Regions from separate parts of the Gossypium hirsutum genome. Here region 2 is linked to region 1. Evidence: chromatin contacts called from public Hi-C data. All regions are on one chromosome and are shown on one strand. Each heading gives the region's core, a stretch centred on a gene start, on an enhancer-like site or on the middle of the called end of the contact. The rest is flanking DNA. Distances are from core to core; before and after follow the strand shown.

Region 1 (2,783 bases), core at 94-2,593:
TCGTTTTAAAAGAGGAAATTTTAGTTCATTTTTTCCATCCTATAATTGTTAACATGAAGTTAGTTAAGTCTTTAAGATCCTATCTACCATTTATCCTAGAAAAATTATAAATAACATGTAAGATATTTTTTAGGGTTTTTGAACTAATTTTAAATATCGTATAGGATTAGAATCTTAAATTAATATATAAATATTCTTTAGGACTTTATTCAAGACTAAAACTAAAGATTTTTGTAAGTGAATTGTAAATCATGAGTAGGTCTTTGTAAGTATTTTGTTTTAGAAACTTTTTTAAGAAAGCTAATAAATGTTATTTAAGATATATTATTTTAGGATTTTGGTGAACTTAAATCTTAGATCAAGAATTTTAAAGTAAGATAAATCACAAACTCGGCATAGGATACTTTCATAATATCTTCATAGGTTCAACGTTATTAATTAATTCTTTAAATAATAATAATATATCGAATAAGTTTTAGATGGATTTTAATATTTCTCTTAACTCATTAGTAATTTCTAGGTGGTTTTTTTAAAATTCTAAAATAGAATTAATTCTAGGAATTGAAGGTAAATTATTTAGGTATCGTTTAGGGTTCTCGTTAAAAATAAAAATCTCTAATTTAAGTTTCAAATTAGATAAATTGGTGAATACATCTTAATCAAGTTACGAGTAAACCGAAAGAATTTTCTTTAGAGTTTTTATTTAAGATTTTCATAAGATTTTAGCCTAAATTAAAACATTAATATGCTTAAATAAATAAAACCTAGCTCTTAAGACCCTGTAGGACTATCCCCGAATAAGCATTGTGGGGGTGTTATAATCTTCCCCACACGTAACCATACTCCCAAACCCAAAATTTGGTGATGACATCAAGTCTAAACTTTTAGGATTTTTCGTAGTATTAATTCTAAACTTTTAGACAATAGGTGGCTAACCAACCTAGCCTTAATTGGTTAGTGACGATTCTACATTAATTTAGGCCCTCCGTGTCTAGCTTTACTTACTCAGTCCCCATATCCTTATGTAGGCAACATTATGACAGTTGACATAGAAAAGTACTAATGTGGATGGCTTAATTGATTTTTTAAATTATTTTGTGAGGTTTAATTTATTTTTTAATTATTTAATTCTAAAAATTATTAAAATTGTATAAAAAATTTAGAAATATTATAAAAATAATATAAATATATAAAAATAATATATATTATAAAATATTATTAATTTATTAAGAAAAATATAAAAATAATAAATTATAGAAAAATTAAATACAAAAAGGTCATAGAAAATTATATTATTTTCTTTAATTACAAAACTTATTAAAATATTTAAAATAAAAAAATTTAGGTTATTTTGAGGGTTTGGAATCTTCGGTTTTGGTAAGAAAGGAATGGAGAGCTTGAAGTGTGATGGTAATCAGACTTGTAGGGACTGTTGAGCGAGAGGTTTGAGTGACAATGAGTTTAACAGCATGTTTGGTTCGACGGAATGGCCATTCCATTCCGCCCTTATTCCACACCCTACAGTGATCTGTTTGTTTGGTTGAAATTTGACCGTCGAATATCTATTCCGTGCGGGCTCTATTACACGTAAATGCTGCATAACCATTCCGAGGGTCGAGCGCTGAATGCCTATTCAATGGCTCTCGTAACAGCTTATTTTTTTTTAGACGAAAATCTCCTCCCACTTCCACTATCATTCAAAACAAAATCTTCTTGGGTTTTCCATAAAACGCATAGAATACTCTCTGTTTTTGGATTTTGAGTGTGGCAAATTTGCATGTGTATGAAAATATGGAGAAATTGATGTCGAAAGCAGAGCTTTGCAAAGAAATGAGCACATCTCCCACCGTGCAGCCCAGCGATTGTGGAAACGGCGAGGCTCCGATCAATTATTAGCTATTGTTTTAGTCTTCTTCCCTTCGCTGTCTATTTTCTTATTCTTTCCCCTAAATTGTCATCTGTATTTTACCCGTTCCAATGAACATGCAAATATCATATGGAGAAAGGATTAGGTTATGCTTTTTCTGATGTATATGGGTTTGGAGTTTGATTTCTATCTTTTTCTATTTTCTTCTTCCCAGACAATCTTGGAGAAGATTGCCCTGTGTTTGAAAACTTGTTTGAATTTTGTCAAATTTATACTGGTGGGACAATAGGTAAATTTTGATATGGTAGGTTGTTTCTCTTAATTTGATTTGTGCATTTTCAGTTGTAATTGATTGTCATGGTTGGCAGATGCTGCAAGAAGATTAAACAATCAGTTATGTGATATTGCTATAAATTGGGCTGGTGGTTTACATCATGCCAAAAAGTGTGAGGCATCTGGCTTTTGTTACATCAATGACTTGGTTTTGGGAATCTTAGAGCTTCTGAAGTATCATGCCCGTGTATTATATATTGATAGCTTCTGAAGTACCATGCCCGTGTATTATGTATTGATATAGATGTACATCATGCCCGTGTATTCTAGTTATAGACAAACTTAGATTCATGCTTACATTGATAATCAAAACTGATTTTAGAATTTTAGTAACCCACATCTACTTTTTCAACAGTCTAGTGAACTGGCTGAAAGTGTATCCAAAATCATCAATTCTCAATTTGCAGACTAAGTGGATATGTCTGAAGTGCAGGTATTGCTTACTTCATAACAAATTCATTTTGCAACATTACTTCTGTTGGTTCTACAAGGTCTTGCTATTTTACAAGATGAATTTTCAGCGGTTATAACCAAATCTTTAGTAACCTTTGTGCATGGCCAGGAAACGAAATTTGATGCCGAA
Region 2 (2,700 bases), core at 144-2,643, 75 kb after region 1:
TGTTACTAATATTAATGTTCTGTTGGTTCAGGTTTTACGGGCTAAGAATAATGTCCAAGGAATTTGCCCATTGTCGATCGCGAGGAGCAGTTGTTAGTATGTTTGGTGATCAATTTCACACAATTTTTTTTTTTTGGGGGGGGGGTATTACGGGCATTAAGTGGTCGATAGGTAATGGACGTTTGCTCAACTTGTGGAATGATTCGTGGCTTGACGATGTTGGCCCGCTGAAGCAGTTCTATACTGTGGTGCTCCTTTAGAAGACAGCACTCTGGTTCGGCACCCGGTTACCTGTGAAGGTGAGTGGTCGTGGGAAACGCTTGAACAAGTGCTCACTCATCATATCGCCGCTCGGATAGTTGGTGTTTTTCTACCCTCTTATAGTGCTTCGAAAGATAGGTTAATGTGAATGTGGTCCTCCGATCCGCTTCTGCAACTTTTAAATAGATTACAGTGTTTAAATGTCTTGATGGTAGTGCGGATTGGTCCTTGGTCTGGCAAAATGATGCGCCACATATCCCCTTGCAGCTCCTCTCTTAGTTGCACCTCCAGCTCCTCTCTTAACAGGTTACACTACAAGGGCCTCATTCCTTCCGGTAAGGTCTCCTAAGGCCTCCTTCATAGCCCCTTGCAGCTCCTCTCTTAACTACACCTTCATCTCCTCCTAGGACTTCGCTATGTCGGACTTTAACTCATCAAGGGAATCCTTAATGTCCTCCAGTCAAGTTGGGACATCACTCACTACGGACTCAACATCGATCATTCAGGTCTCCATGATCGCCACAAAGTCCTTTGAGCTCCCTCATGAGCCTCCTTTCTTGCTCTTCATTGTCACTCGAGTCTCCACCACCCTTTCCCCTTGCTTGCTCCTCTTATCTGATTTGTAGTCATCTCTCACTCACCACAAGAGCTAACTGCTAACTCTGATATCATTTGTCATAGGTCGAGACTCTAACTCTGCCAATATGCAACCTTAGGCACTAGTCTTTCACCAACAATGCCTAAGTCAACCTTCGATCCTTGCTTCGGAGAGTCCCTTAACAAAGCTCTAGGCCTAGAGAAGCACACCCACATCAAATGAGAACAAAAGGGAGTTGGGATAATCTGGAATTGTTATTACTCAATAAGTTAACTTATGTTATAAATGGAGGGGTGCCTTCCTTTATATATGCCAAACCCCTTTGATCCAACGGTCACGATCAAATACAATAGATAATCAAGAACTTATTTTTAGAATATTTTATACAACTCTTTCAAAAGGTTCTACTTTATTCCACAAGGTTTGGATCTCTTCCTTGGGCTTCCGGATTTTTGGTACCCCAGACCCATTCTTCTCACATGTGCACTTTTTTGGGCCTGTTGCAGCTAAGGGGGCCTCCCTAGGCCCTTGTTGGCCACCATTCGCACCTTAGGGCCTCCACCTGTACTTAGGGTGGCTTGCTCCACACCTTTGGGTGACCGTGACACCAGCCTATGCTGCTTCTAAATCAGTACTTTGTTGAGTCTATATGGTGCTTATGTATGATCATAATCTATTCGGCTGAAAACATTGTCTAATGCCAACCAATCTTTAGCTGATTTAATCAATCTTGGACCGAAGCATTGTGCAAATAAATCTATTCTGCTATGATTCCTAGACTAGTAAATACCTAACTCCTAGATTGGTACATGGTTAAATTGATTGAAGTTGTTGGTTGGCGTCATCTATTTTTCTCTCATGATGTTATCTTCAATTAAGCTATCATTGATTTATTATCATTCTATTTCCTTTGAACTTCATCTTTTTTCGTGTGATTTTTCTTACAAGTTTGGCCAATCTTTTGTCTGATGCATGGTAGACAGGATGAGGATGCAATGGTTTCTTTAGTGATTATGCAGAATAACGTAAGGAACGTTTTGAACTTGTTGGCCCTACCTATTCTAATTGTAATAGTGGCACAGGTCTCTGGGGCTGCTGCCGTGGTGATCCAGTTATTCGCAGCTACTTTTATGAGGTACCTAAGCTAAGGTTACTTGGTCTCTCTAGAACAAAACATGCATTATTCTCTAATCAAATAGTCGACCTTGGTCTGATCGTCTCACTAGCTTTCTCTAACATGATATCCCCTCTTACAGATCGAAACATATTGGTAATATCCGTAGACGATGAAAATTCAAGAGTTGGAAGAAAATAATAAGCACATGGATCTACAGTCCCATGACATGTATGTTACAGACACTTTATTTTGACGCCCGTAGGAACAAAAACTTTTAAAACAAGGATCCGAATCAAGTGCCCCATGGATAATGCATACCAGAAATAAATGATAAGAATATTTGAGGTCAGGTAAGGTGAGTTTGTGTCGAGGAGAGAGGAGGGGGATTTGGATGTCTGAAACTGACCTTCCGCTAAGGTTAAAGCAGTCCCACATGCAGCCAAAAGATTTAAGAGGTAGGTTGGTAGGTAGGTAATGTCATCTTCAGCTTCTCCATCTATCTATTTAGGACAGCTCTCTTTTTTTTCCTCCACCCAAGCACATGACATCCAGGTGCTGCTGCGCTGGCTTGCTTGTCAGCCCACTCCAATTATTGCAACCTTAACCCACATTTAGGATCGCAAGTAACCAATCATGTAATTATAAAATCCCAATCTTTATAACTACAAAAATGAAACTTTAATCTGATAAATAAGAATAAATATAGATGCTGAAGTTTCATACT

What was found. Hi-C and Micro-C count contacts between places; a contact is called where the count stands out from the background.
Region 2: a Hi-C map of hypocotyl shows a contact between it and region 1, with 2.5 times the contacts expected there. The contact joins the enhancer-like site here to the promoter of LOC107932514 in region 1. A contact is called at or near these places in 7 of 34 Hi-C or Micro-C datasets (callus, hypocotyl, leaf and 1 more).

The regions. Positions count from the first base shown.
Region 1 is chrA12:6,633,099-6,635,881 of Gossypium_hirsutum_v2.1, forward strand. It overlaps LOC107932514 (DNA repair protein recA homolog 3, mitochondrial), which reads left to right and starts at 1,344. Exons shown (of 7, transcript XM_016864583.2): 1 at 1,344-2,156; 2 at 2,556-2,633; 3 at 2,763-2,783.
Region 2 is chrA12:6,707,583-6,710,282 of Gossypium_hirsutum_v2.1, forward strand. No RefSeq gene overlaps it. Among protein-coding and RNA genes, the nearest start is that of LOC107921438, 24 kb to the left of the region's middle. Within about 2 kb of position 1,394, at least 5 of the 9 cell types and tissues checked have an H3K27ac peak or open chromatin away from gene starts, as enhancers often do. A contact at or near this core is called in hypocotyl and leaf, where this site is marked.